Regions from separate parts of the Rattus norvegicus genome. Here region 2 is linked to region 1. Evidence: chromatin contacts called from public Hi-C data. All regions are on one chromosome and are shown on one strand. Each heading gives the region's core, a stretch centred on a gene start, on an enhancer-like site or on the middle of the called end of the contact. The rest is flanking DNA. Distances are from core to core; before and after follow the strand shown.

Evidence for each region. Hi-C and Micro-C count contacts between places; a contact is called where the count stands out from the background.
Region 2: a Hi-C map of liver shows a contact between it and region 1, with 2.6 times the contacts expected there. The contact joins the enhancer-like site here to the promoter of Kansl3 in region 1. A contact is called at or near these places in 3 of 12 Hi-C or Micro-C datasets (kidney and liver).

Annotation. Positions count from the first base shown.
Region 1 is chr9:46,098,634-46,104,923 of GRCr8, forward strand. It overlaps Kansl3 (KAT8 regulatory NSL complex subunit 3), which reads right to left and starts at 2,888. Exons shown (of 20, transcript NM_001034835.1): 1 at 2,876-2,888; 2 at 1,581-1,851. The coding sequence starts at 1,795. It overlaps Fer1l5 (fer-1-like family member 5), which reads left to right and starts at 3,165. Exons shown (of 54, transcript XM_039084527.2): 1 at 3,165-3,298; 2 at 4,909-4,987.
Region 2 is chr9:46,149,197-46,155,486 of GRCr8, forward strand. It overlaps Fer1l5 (fer-1-like family member 5), which reads left to right. Exons shown (of 54, transcript XM_039084527.2): 39 at 692-742; 40 at 850-954; 41 at 1,564-1,683; 42 at 2,141-2,302; 43 at 2,506-2,597; 44 at 2,913-3,083; 45 at 3,246-3,394; 46 at 3,628-3,767; 47 at 4,848-4,936; 48 at 5,158-5,253; 49 at 5,408-5,549; 50 at 5,747-5,846; 51 at 5,927-6,117; 52 at 6,280-6,290. Among named protein-coding and RNA genes, the nearest start is that of Lman2l, 29 kb to the right of the region's middle. Within about 2 kb of position 3,780, at least 2 of the 93 cell types and tissues checked have an H3K27ac peak or open chromatin away from gene starts, as enhancers often do. A contact at or near this core is called in liver, where this site is marked.

The sequences.
Region 1 (6,290 bases), core at 1,638-4,137:
ATTATAGGCACAAGCTGCCATAACTGGCTCCAAAGCCTTTTCAAGAGCATTTGCTGCTCTTGCAGAGGACCCAAGTTTGATTCCTAGCACCCATGTGGGGTGATACAATGCCTAATCCTAGCTCCAAGGGGATCTGATGCCTCTGACCTCTGAGGACACTGGTATTCAATGAACATACTACACTCATAAACACAATTAAAAATAAATTTTCCAATACAGTAATTCAGTTCCTAAATCACCGATTCTTGTTTTTTAAAAAAAAAGTCATTAAGTATAAACACAAAACAATAAGTTTTATATAGTTAAAAAATTTTCAAATTTTACTTAAAGTTGGTTTTCAGTTATGCCCCAGGCCATAAGCTTAGAATTATGCTAGAATGTTCCCCTAAAGTCACAGATCATGGACACTGAGGAAACTGAAGCCAAAAAACCATTAATATCATTAGGAAAAAAACTCCCCTGAGCTGGGTTGATTACAGGTCTGCACTTGGGAGGCAGAGGCAGGCGGATCTCTGTGAGTCAACCTGGTCTACAGAGAGTTCTAGGATGGCCAGGTATACATAGAGAAACCCTATCTCAAGAAAGCAAACTACATTTCTAAGCCACAGAAATGACTGCAATCTGAATGTTGGGAGGCTGCCAACCCGAACTACAAAGCTAGCCAGGGGTACACAGTATAGTATGACCCTGTATCAACAATCCTTGCACCTGAGAGGTACAGGCAGGAAGATCAGAGTTCAAGAGTCATCATGTCTGGGGAGTGAGAGTGTGTGTGTGTGTGTGTGTGTGTGTGTGTGTGAGAGAGAGAGAGAGAGAGAGAAAGAGAGAGGAGAGAGAGAGAGGAGAGAGAGAGAGGAAGGGGGGGAGAGAGAGAGAGAGAGAGAGAGAGAGAGAGAGAGAGAGGGAGGAACCCAAACACAAGATCTCAACTCCCAACAACAAAAAAATAACCTGTGTTTGTTTGAGGGAAGATTAAACTCAAAACAAACACAAATATCTCATTCCAAAAACTTGTAATGATCAGAAAAGAGCAATTCAACAAATTCTGACATGGGTGAAATCAGAAGGTGCAAAACAATTAACTAGTTAGTCAAATGTAACCAATTCACTTATCAGAGGGTAGATTTCTGAAATGTTCTTACCCTCTACTGTAGGGTGGCTGGAAATATAGAGATTTAAGGAGGGGTTAATCTAAACCTTGGCTTTCTGAAAGGAGGTAAGGGTGATGGCAATGTTGTGGGGACTACCTCCCAATTTGTGCACTGAAGTCAGAGACTCAAGAATAGTTTGGGGGGGGGGGGGGTTGAGGATTTAGCTCAGTGGTAGAGCGCTTGCCTAGTAAGCGCAAGGCCCTGGGTTTGGTTAAGAAAGAAAGAAAAAAAAAAAAAAAAAGAATAGTTTGTAGCCAAAGGGGGGGGGGGGGGACGACACTAATTCTTCAGCTTCACCTTCCAAGCTCTCCAGTCACCCCACAGCCCCAATCACTCTCAAGAACATCTATGCCCCGCCACACTGCCATGGTCAGGCGGAAGTAGCCCTTAAGAAGGAAACCCAAACTCACATGGTATTCTCAAACTCACATAGTATTCTCCTGCTGCCGACGGGGAGTTACAAAGAGCATGCGGGTGGGGCGGGCGCTGCTGGCATCGGGGTGGGCACTCCACGGTTTTGCATAGCTATGATCCAGAAAAACAAGGTCCAGTTCCCGCTCATGCACTGAAAGCTGGAAAAGCAGGGAGGTACCCATCCGACGAGCTGAAGTCTGGAAGTCCCTCTCCCCACCCCGGTGGGCCATGTCAGTAGTCAGGCAGCCAAACCAAGTCAGGGTGCGAATATCTGCATGCTAGTCACCTGCGGTGAAAAGGGGCTTGTCAACTCAATAGCTTCCGTTTCTCCCAAGTTTCCCTATCAAAACATGCCTTTATGCCCATCATTCATCGATTATGCATACCACTACGGAACAGAAAGGTGGCGGGTGCCATACACAGTTTTGTGACTGTAAACTGACAAGACTCCACAGTTAGCAAAAATATGACCTTTCTGTGCCAAGGCATGGTGACGCACGCTTTTCGTCCCAGCATTGGGGAGGAAGAAGCAGACCTATCTCCGGGAGTTCGAGGACTGCCTGGTCTATAGAATGCGTTCCAGGACAGCCAGGGTAACAGTGAGATCCCATCTCAAAAAAAAAAAAAAAATTTTTTTTTTTTGGCTGAGCAATTTTCTTCCTGGGTGGTAAAGGATTTTGCAAATCAGAGGGATCACAAACATGAATTCTTCTAAAGCTAGAGGAAGTGCGTGGGGACGGTCAGCTCCAGCACGCCCAGCACAACAGGCGGGCACCGTGGGCTGAGTGCAGCCCAGGGCTCCAGACATCATCGCTTTGGCCTGAGGTCAAGGGGACTTTCCTAGGGTCACATTCTACCCAAGGTCTGCACCGACCTCAAGGTACACCGGAGTTTTGAGAGAAGAAAAACCAGAGCCCGCCCTCAGCCCGACCGGGGCCTTAGGAGGCCTCAGGAGGCCTCTTCTTCGCCCTCCCTCAGCGAGGCGCCCGGCAAACGGCCCGCTCCTCCGTGAGGTTCCCGCCACGGAACCGCAAAACCACAAAACGGCCCACCCGGGCGACTCGGCCAAGGTCATCCCGAGTTCCCGGCGAGGAGGAGCCGCCCGGCCCCGCCTCCCCTCCCCGGGCCCTCCTCGGCCCGGCGCCTCGGGCGCTGGGGCGGCCGCGTCGGCCTCCCGCGCCCCGCCCGGCCCGCGGCTCCAGCCCCGGCTCCCGCAGGCCCGCGGAGCCCCGAGGTCTTCTCCGATGCCGCCGCCCGCCGCCTGGAACCCCACGGGCCGCCACCCGCGCCGGGACGGACCCGCGTCTCACCCGCAGTTGTCGGCCGCGCGCTCGCCGGAGCTGGATCACAGTGCGCGTGCGCCTCACCGCCCGGCGCCACGGGCTCCGAGGAAAACGCGGAAGTGGATTGCTCTTCCGGAACTGCGCGGCGGCGAGCGGCAAAGCCTGGAGCGGATCCGCGACCTCGCTGGCCTGTGGGGAGTGCCGTGAGCCCGCGCGCGCGCGCGCGACCCCGGGACAGAGACGTCCTTCCTCTACGTTTTCTGTGGGGAAAGTGAGGGCAAAGAGCTAAGCAGTTCAGACAGCCCCGGCGCTCGGTGTTCCCCGCCACAGTCAGTTCCTCCTCCCCCGACCTATTACAGAGCAGGGTTCTATCTGCAGTGGGCGGGCTCAGCCCAGCGTTGAGACTTTGTTTATAATTCCAAGGCAGGAGGCTGAGACAGGAGAATCTTGGTGAGTTCCAGGACAGCCTGAGCTACATAGCGACAGACTTGTCTCAAGACCTCGACCACAAACCAGAGAGATGGGGAGAGAAGAGGGAGGGAATGCTTTGCAGAATGTCCGGATACAATTCTAGGGCTCTGCGGTGTTTAACGAAGAGAAATTGGTGGAGCTCAGACTAGGATGAGGTAGATGATGAGGTAGAGGAGAGATGTGAGGTTCAATTTTTAACCGCCTGGCCCACAGATCCCAGCAAGCAAAGTTTCCGCCCTTTTCTCATCTCGAAATGTGCAAATACCTAAACCCTGCCTCAATAGGTTGCCAGGGGAATACAGTGGATTATTTCCGCCACCTGTCAAGAGCTCAATTGATTTCTTGATGGCAATTACTGCAAGCTACCCCCACCTCCAGGTGTCATTGGTTGTTTTTATTTACTATTTATGGAGGGATGGTGAGACATGGTCGCATGTATCTCAGGCTGGGCTTCAAGCTAGCTATGCTGCCAGAGAAGACCTTGAATTTTATTGTTGGTTTGGTTCGAGTTTTGTTTTGTTTTTGTTTATTTGATGTTTTTTGAGACAGAGCTTCTCTGTGGAGCCCTGACTGTTCTCAAGCCCAGTAGGCCAGGCTGACCTTGAACTCAGAGATCTGCCTGCTTCTGCGCATGCCCACCACTTCCTGGTTAACATTGAATTACAGATCCTCTGCTCCTCTCCCTTTCAAGCGCTGGGATTATAGGCCTGCACTACCGGGCCTAGCATAGAGCAACGTGTTTTAGACTTAGACTTGACTAAGGAGGAGGGTCAGGAAAATTAAGCAACGACAAGAGGTTTCGTAGGTGTGCAAAGACTGAAAATTAACTCAAGGGGTGTTTCTGACAGTTCATCCACAATGTCACTGTATCCTTGGTTCTGAGCACACAACAAGCACACTTTCATGAGGCTCGTGCCATATAACTATGGCGCCAACAAATGTTTTCGAAAACCCCTTGGCTCAGACTTTAGACTATTGTATGTTATCAATTGCAGTGTTTTTGCTGTAGACACAAAGTTTCCTGCTCTTAGAGAAACCTGATAACTTTATTATGGAAAACAAAGGCTCTTAATACGTTCCTCTCTCTCTCAGCATGTGTCAAAGTAACATTTCTTTGGACTGTGATAGATAGAATGCTTGGTTTTAGAAACTGCCATCTGAATGGCTGATTTGAGCTTCATAAAACAATAATTAAATGAATTTTAGCTTGGGATTAAAATAGACTGCCCAATCATTTCTGAGATCACTTCTGCCATTTTGTAGCATGTCTTTATTTGAAGTAGCTTTCTTAGCATTAATTATTATAAAATCAAAATACTCATCACCTCAGAGGCAAGAAAATCAGGAATCCAAGAACAGCCTCAGCTATATAGTGAGTTCAGAGCCAACCTAGGCTACTTGAGACCCTGTCTCCCAGATTTAAAAAAAAAAATCAAACAAAGGGGAAAAAAACATGCCAAATGTCTTGCTTCTCCATTAAAAAGCCCTCCCCTGAGACATCATTGATTTACCTGTATATGGATTTTGATGGCCTCACCTCTTGTATTTTCTCATCTACATTGCATGTCTTTGCCAACAATTCATTCCAGACAGAAGAGAATTCTGTGCCTGTTGTTGAAACTCTAGAGGTCAGCGACAAAAGAAAGGAGTCCGCCTCAAAGCGGCAAGGTTTGTCTGTGTACACCTCGGGCCACTTGTTTAATCTACACTCTGTCACAGTCCTTTATCTCTTCCGGAGATTCTCTTCGGAACCAAGAACCACTTATCTCTGTGATGTTCCTCTTGTTGCTAAGCTCCCTCACCCTGTGAACCTGGAACAGAGGAGCTCCAAAGAGCAAGAGGTTGTCCTGTGCAGGGAAGGAGGGGAGGAAGCAAGTGTCCAAGATGCTCAGGGTTGTTGTGGAGTCTGCCACAATTAACCCTCCCCTCAGCCCCACACCCAAAGCCTGCGTAACTGTCTACTTCAGAGGTGAGCGCCCAGTTCCGAAAGGGTACCAGGAACCCTGCTAGGTATCTCATGGTCAATTCCACTATGTGAATGATGTCCTGTGCAACACATCCAGGAGGTAGATTGTTTCAAAACCTGTTACCAAGCACCTAGCATCTTGGGAGTGAGAAAATCAAGTCCATAGAAAAGAAGGCAGTACTGTTGGCCCTCCATATCTATGGACCCTATGTCTGGGAACTCAGAGTCAGAAATATTTAAGGGCAGGCAAGATGGCTCAGCGAGTAAAGCAAATCTCATTCCTATACTCCTTTGGCCAGAATCATAACCCCACAAGGCTTTGAGACTCAGGGCACTATGTACGGAAAGAAAGGAGAATGAAATTAGAGTTACCTGCTGCATGTGTCGGGGACTGGGTCCCCATGCGTGCTCTTTGGTTGGTGGTTCAGTCTCTGTGAGCCCCATGGGCCCAGGTTACTTGACTATGTGGGCTTTCTTGTGGTGTCCTTGACCTGTCCCGCTCCCTCAATCCATGCCCCCAACTCTTCCACAACATTCCCTGAACTCCTTCTAATATTTGACTGTGGGTCTCTGCTTCTGTTTCCATCTGCTTCTGGATGAAACCTCTCAGAAGACAGTTATGCTAGGCTCCTGTCTGTAAGCATGGCAGAGTATCATTAGTAGTGTCAGGGGATGGTTCTCTCGCATAGCACGGGTCTCAAGTTGGGCCAGGCATTGGTTGGCTATTTCCCTCATCTCTGCTCCGTCTTTCTCCCTGCACATCTTGTAGGAAGGACACACTTTTGGGTCAAAGGTTTTGTGGCAGATATGCTGCTTGATCTTCATGTGGGCCCCCTAACAACTGAAGTGGGGGCTCTCTCTGACTCTGTTGCCTGCCTTTGGACCCCCTTTCCCCAGCTGGGCTGCTTCGTCTGGCCTCAGTAGAGGAGAATGCACTTAGAACTGTTGCAATTTGGGCTGGAGAGATGGCTCAGTGGTTAAGAGCTCCAACTGCTCTTCCAGAGG
Region 2 (6,290 bases), core at 2,530-5,029, 51 kb after region 1:
CCCCAAGTCTCTCTACCCCTAACATTTCATGATTATAGCTCTCAGACGAGAACGGCACATTCTAACACATAGCAATCCCTAAATGCCTTCAGATGCTGTCAGACATAGTGCTATGTGCCTGCATTCCAGCACTCAGGGAGACGGGGCAGGAGATTGCAGGTCTGAGGCAGCCTAAGCTACATAAGCAGGACACTGTCTCAAAAGGACGAGGGCTAGGGATGCACCCTGAGGGACAGGTTGTTGGCCTAGCATGGACAGACCCTGAGTTCCATACCTAGCACAAGATATCGGAGGGAGGGAAGTTGATTTTGCTGGGTGGGCCATAATAGTTAGGCCTGTGATCCCAGCACTGAGAGGCTGAGGCAGGAGGATCACTGCCTAAGTAAATGATGAGGAAGGGGAGGGGCAACCAAAGAGAGAGACAAAGAGAGAAAGAGAAAGGGAGAAGGAAAGATTCTGCCTCCACAGGTTCAGATAGTGTGAGGTTCTGCATTTCTGAGCACTTCTGCATCCTGTCCATATGGATGGACAATGAACCCTAGGAAGCACAATTCCTCTCCCTCACCCCTCCCATCCCATCTGAACTGAAAGGCCTATGTAAAGGCCATGGGGAGGTGGGGTGGGAGAGCCAGGGTGAGCGTGCTCAGCCTGTTCTTCCCATTCTTCTCCTCTAACCTTCTCCACTTTTCAGTTCCTAGACTTAGTCTACAAGAAGTTCTGGTTTGATTCCAGCAAAGACGAGGTAAAGCAGACTCAGACCAAGGAGCAAGGGATAACCCCCATCAGTTCAGGGAGGTGGGGTAGGCTCTAGCCCTGCCTGAGAGCCAGCAAAGGCCTCTTCTCGGTCAGGGTGAGTATGAGCAGGACGTGGACTGGTGGAGCAAGCTATCCTGGGCCACGGGCAATGAAGACAAGTCCCTGAAGTACAACTACAAAAGCTACCATACCCTAAAGGTTTGGAGAGTCCTGGGAAAGGGGTAGAACAGAGCCTCCATTGGGAGGGGCTTGGAAACTTACTTAGCCTTGCTTTGTCAGGGAACTACCAAATGGCAGAACTGTTTTTGCCTTGTCTGAAATGAGATCCCGTGTAGTACAAACAGGTCTCCGGCTTGCTGGGTAGATGTAGATGCCCTTGAACTCCTGAGCCTCCTGCCTCTACCGCCTGAGCACTAGAACTGCAGCCATGCATTGAGCACTAGAACTGCAGCCATGCACCACCAATTCAGCTTAGAGCAGGGATCCTGTTAGACGAGCACTCTCCCAGGCCTTCGAACTTTACCAGAAGCCCAAGGGGGATGGCCCCGTGATAGGGGAATTCAAGGCGTATCTATAGCAGCTTGGCTCCCTGTCTCTCTGTAGCTCATCTGTCACCAAAGGAGGGGGACTTTCTATATTATCCCCTAAGAATACCAGGGACCCTTCCAAAAGCTGTTTCATCTGAAGCAAACAGTGGGGCTCCTGACAGGGCAAACTCTGAGGGAAAGGCTTGGGTGCTCATAGTCTCTTCCTCTCAATTCCCCAAATGGTTCCTCAGCAACCCATGTCCTGCACACACCCCTACAGGTATATGACTGTGAGCTGGAGACCATTCAGGCCTTCCAGGGCCTGCAGGACTTTTGCCAGACCTTCAAACTTTACCAAGAGAAGCCCAAGGTGGACAGCCCTGTGGTAGGGGAATTCAAGGTATGTCTATGCTAATTTGGCTACCCGTCTCTCTGTAGCCCACCTGTCCCCAAAGTCTCTAATAAAAGCCCTGACACTCTGCACATCCCCGAGGATGCCAGGGCCCGAGAAACAGCTCCAGAAGTAGAGCAACACAGACCGGTCTATGCAGGCAGGGACTAAGGAAGGCAGGACCTTCAGACTCCCAGGCCTGGCTCATGCTGGTCCCCTAAAGACACAGATGTGTTCAAACCTGAAGGGATGGGTGTGCAGAGCTGACATCAGCAGAGTCTGGGAACACCTAGTAGCTTTGAGTGCTTTTGCCCAGTGTCCCTTTAAACTCAATGGTCCCTTCCTAAAGACTCCTGCTGCTCACCCTTAGCCCAACAGCCCCCTCCCCCAGTTATACCCAAGCGGCTGGGGTTCGGGGGCACTTTACAAAGTTAGCCTAGCACTGCCAATGCCTTCTCACTCCCAGGGCCTCTTCCGAATCTACCCCTTTCCTGAGGACCCAGATGCCCCTAAACCTCCACGTCAGTTCTCGGCTTGGCCTGAGATCGAGGACTTCCCTCAGATGTGCTTGGTACGAGTGTACCTGATTCGAGCCATCAACCTGCAGCCACAGGACTACAATGGCCTGGTAAAAAAAAAAGAAAAAAAGAAAAAAAAAAGGCCCATCTGTGTCTAATGGCCCCCACCACATGCCCAAATCATGCCCAAATCACGGTGATGCAGTGCCTTAGGCTGTTTACACCCACCCAGCCACCCCCACCGGCATCGCCTACTCCCACCCTCCACCTCCCTGACCAACCTTGACTGACTCCCCTCCTCCTTCCTTCCCAGTGCGACCCTTATGTGATCCTGAAACTGGGACAGACAAAACTCGGCAGCCGGGACTCATACCACCCCAACACTCTAGACCCCATCTTTGGCACGTGAGCTGCCGCCCAGTCCCCCATGCTGTGCTAGTAGGCAGAGGCATTCCCTCAGAGCCTCCATGGTCCCTGTAAGCAGCATCTCACTGCCTCTTAGGGGCTCCATAAACCGATGATCCCAAAGACAGGCACTCCATGCCTCAGCCATCTTACTTTCAAGTTACTTTCAGCCATGTTCAGGGAAATGGGATGCTGGGTAGACAAACCTGTCCTGTGCTCTGCTGCCTACGTTCACTGTGGATGGAGGAAGAGGTGGAACAGGGACACTCAAGCAGAGTGCATGCTCACAGCCACTCTGCAATGCCTTGACTCTAGGATGTATGAGCTCACCTGTAACATCCCACTGGAGAAGGACCTGGAGATCCAGCTGTATGACTTTGACCTAATTACTGCTGATGATGAAATTGGAACTACAGTTATTGACCTTGAGAACCGACTTCTGTCTGGCTTTGGGGCCCGTTGTGGGCTCTCTAAATCCTACTGCAAGTGAGTGAGGACCCATTCGGCAAGCAAGCAGCTTCCAGAGAAGTAGCTGGGACCTGGGCTAGACCTGCCTCTCTGCTCATGCTTCTAGCACCTTCGCCTGAAGCTCAACACAGTGGGAAGGACCTGTTCCTTCCTATCTGTTTCTCTTGCATACTCCCACAGGTCAGGGCCCTTTAAGTGGAGGGATCAGATGACCCCGAGCTACCTTTTGTACCGATATGCCAAACAGAAAGGGCTGCCTCCACCCGTATTTGACCTTGAGGGAGATTCAATTTACTACAATGGGGAAAAGTTCAAGTTGCAGAGTTTTGGTGAGCCCAGCACACTTCCAGACGGCACAGGGGTAGGGTAGCCTCAGGGAACCAGTAAGGACTCGGGCAGAGGGAGAGAAGGGCAGTTTGCCCTTGGGTAGAGAGCCACAGACATTTTTCCAATTTTCCCCTTTCTTCTCATAGAAGGCGACCATAGCCAAACATCCTGGCAGGGCTGGGGAAGGTGCTCAGATGGGAACACTAATGACTTCATGAGCCTGTCTCCCATCCAGAGCCCACACCCCCCACCTATGAGAATTTGGGGCCTAAGAAGGAGCGCCTGGCACTGTACATCCTAAACACACAGGGGCTGGTTCCTGAGCACGTAGAGACTCGCACACTGCACAGTAACAGCCAGCCAGGTATCGACCAGGTATGTGACTGGAGAGGCTGTTGCTGCCTCCTGTGGACTGGACTGGACTGGACCAGGAGATATGGGTCACAGTCCACAGTGTGAGGCAAGGCAGGCTGACAGCTCACGTAGGTGCACGGACAGAAAGAAGCCAAGCATGCTTTGCACGTTAGCAGAGAAGATGTTCCAGTGGAGAGGACTTCACACCCGGAAGGGCCGTGAAATGGAGGCCTCACAACAGTTGTGGGAAGCTCTCGGCTGTCTTAGAAACCATCAGTGCCACTGTTTTGCTCTCCTGGGTGTAGGGAGGTGGTATCACAGATCAGAGGGCACAGATACACAAACCGCAGTTCTGGCTGTTTAACTGCAGGCTGTCTTCTCTGTGAACCTGGGGACACAGACACCCCACCACCACCACCAAGAGCACCTTAATTATCCCTCACTGTCCCACCATCAAGATGGCTTCATCTTCCATAAATCTTTTATATTCATCAAGTCTTATGTTGAGAAAATTTTAAAATAACCATCCTCATTAAACTGACTTTCTCAAAATGGGTCAACTTTGAGAAATTTAAGTGGGTCAGGTGGTTTGACAGGCAGAACATATTTACCTGTTTCCCACGGCTTGGGGAGCCACCCTTTCCCTTCCTTCTCTTACCATTTACACCACTAATTCTCATATTGTCTATCCATCTGTCTGTCTCTCTCAACTCTACTTTGTGGCTGACTTAGTATCCTTAGGTTGTGGCCTTCCGATCTAGTCTCCTCTACTTAGGGCTTCCATGCTGTGAGTAACGAGGCCCAGCCCCAGCACGGATCCTACCAACCGTCTAGCATGACCTCCTCCCCTACTACCCAGCCATAGTGAGAGCTCAATGCCAATTGGTGCTCTCCAAGCCAAATCCTTCACCCTTACTCACTTGCCTTCCCAGCCAAAACCTAAAGGAACAGGCAGGTAGTCACTGTCACCTCCCAGGAGGTGATACTTGTCACTTGTCATCTCTAAGCCCTGTCCCTGGGTGGTGGATCAGTCCATGTGCCACACTATTCAAGTCCAAAGAGACCAGCAATCCCCGACCAGCAAATCCATTCTGACTCTAGGGAAAAATACAAATGTGGGTGGATATCTTCCCCAAGATGCTGGGGCCTCCTGGGCCAGAAGTCAACATCAGCCCCAGGAAGCCTAAACGGTGAGTATGCTAACACTCAGTTCCTGAGCATGGGGCTCCAGCTCAGCCCCCAGGGTGCGGGGTGCCTCTGCCCACAAGCCCGTGCAACAGGAATTCCCAATCGAGTTTAGAAGGAGCTTCACTGCCCAAGTCCAGGACCCGTGCGCAGCTCCTCCCTTAGCGAGGCTGTTTGTGGCTGTGGGGCTGGTCCTCATCCCAGCCTCAGAACACAGTGGCTGCAGGTACCAACTGCGTTGTATCATCTGGAGCACGGCTGAAGTGGACCTGGTCCGAGAGACTTTCAGTAGAGACAAAATGAGTGATATCTACGTGAAAGGGTAAGGCAGGCGGGGAGGAGGTCTCCAGAGGGCCTCCTAGTTCCCTGGTTCTGTTACCCTGCTGGAGCTCCCAAGGGGAACACCTCTGCCACCACCTGTGTCTAGGGGATGGGGACCACACACAGGAGCCCAGGTGAAAGGACTCTGTCCCCAGGTGGCTCTTTGGGCTAGAGAAGGATGCTCAGAAGACAGATGTCCACTATCACTCCTTGACTGGGGAGGCCATCTTCAATTGGAGGTTCATCTTTAACATGGACTATCTGATGACGGAGCGGGTATGCGTCCAAAGCCAGAAGGTAAGGAAAGGGTGCCGAGGGGAAAGAGTCCGAGGCCCCAAGAGATCTCTCCCTCCTTTCAGAGACCTGCAGGCTGTTATAGGATGTGTCCTCAGGCAGAACCCCTCTTCCTTGATAGTCTGTCACTAGTGGACCAGTGGGTATCTGAGGGAAATGTCCAAGAGGCAGGCCTCTAACAGCCTTCTGCTGTCCTTCAGGACTACATATGGAGCCTGGATCCCACATCAGTGAAGTTTCCGGCTCGACTTATCATCCAGATATGGGACAATGACTTCTTTTACCCAGATGACTTCTTAGGTGAGGTTCAGATGTAAGGAACTTTTGTAACAAGGGATAAGGAACTCCTTTTGCTGACAACAATCTTTCTCTGGGCTCAGGGGTCTTGGAGATGGATTTATCAGACATGCCCCTTCCGGCTAAGAACAGCAGGCAATGCTCCCTCAAGATGATGGAGACGGAATCCAAATGGCCCTTCACCCCACAGAAGCATATCTCTCTCTTTAAGAAGACCAATGTAACTGGATGGTGGCCTTGTCAGGTCCACGAAGATGACAAGTGGCGTTTGTCGGTAGGGGATGGGGAACAGGTTTGGTGAATAGGATCTCTCCAGCAAAGTCCTGGGGGCTGTAGCCAAACCTCTTCTCCTTTGTGGAGGTAGGAAGTGGTCCTGAAATGACCTTGCCCTACTGTCTGATATAATAGCCCCTGCTCCATCCTTTGGTGGTCCTAGGGTAAAATCAA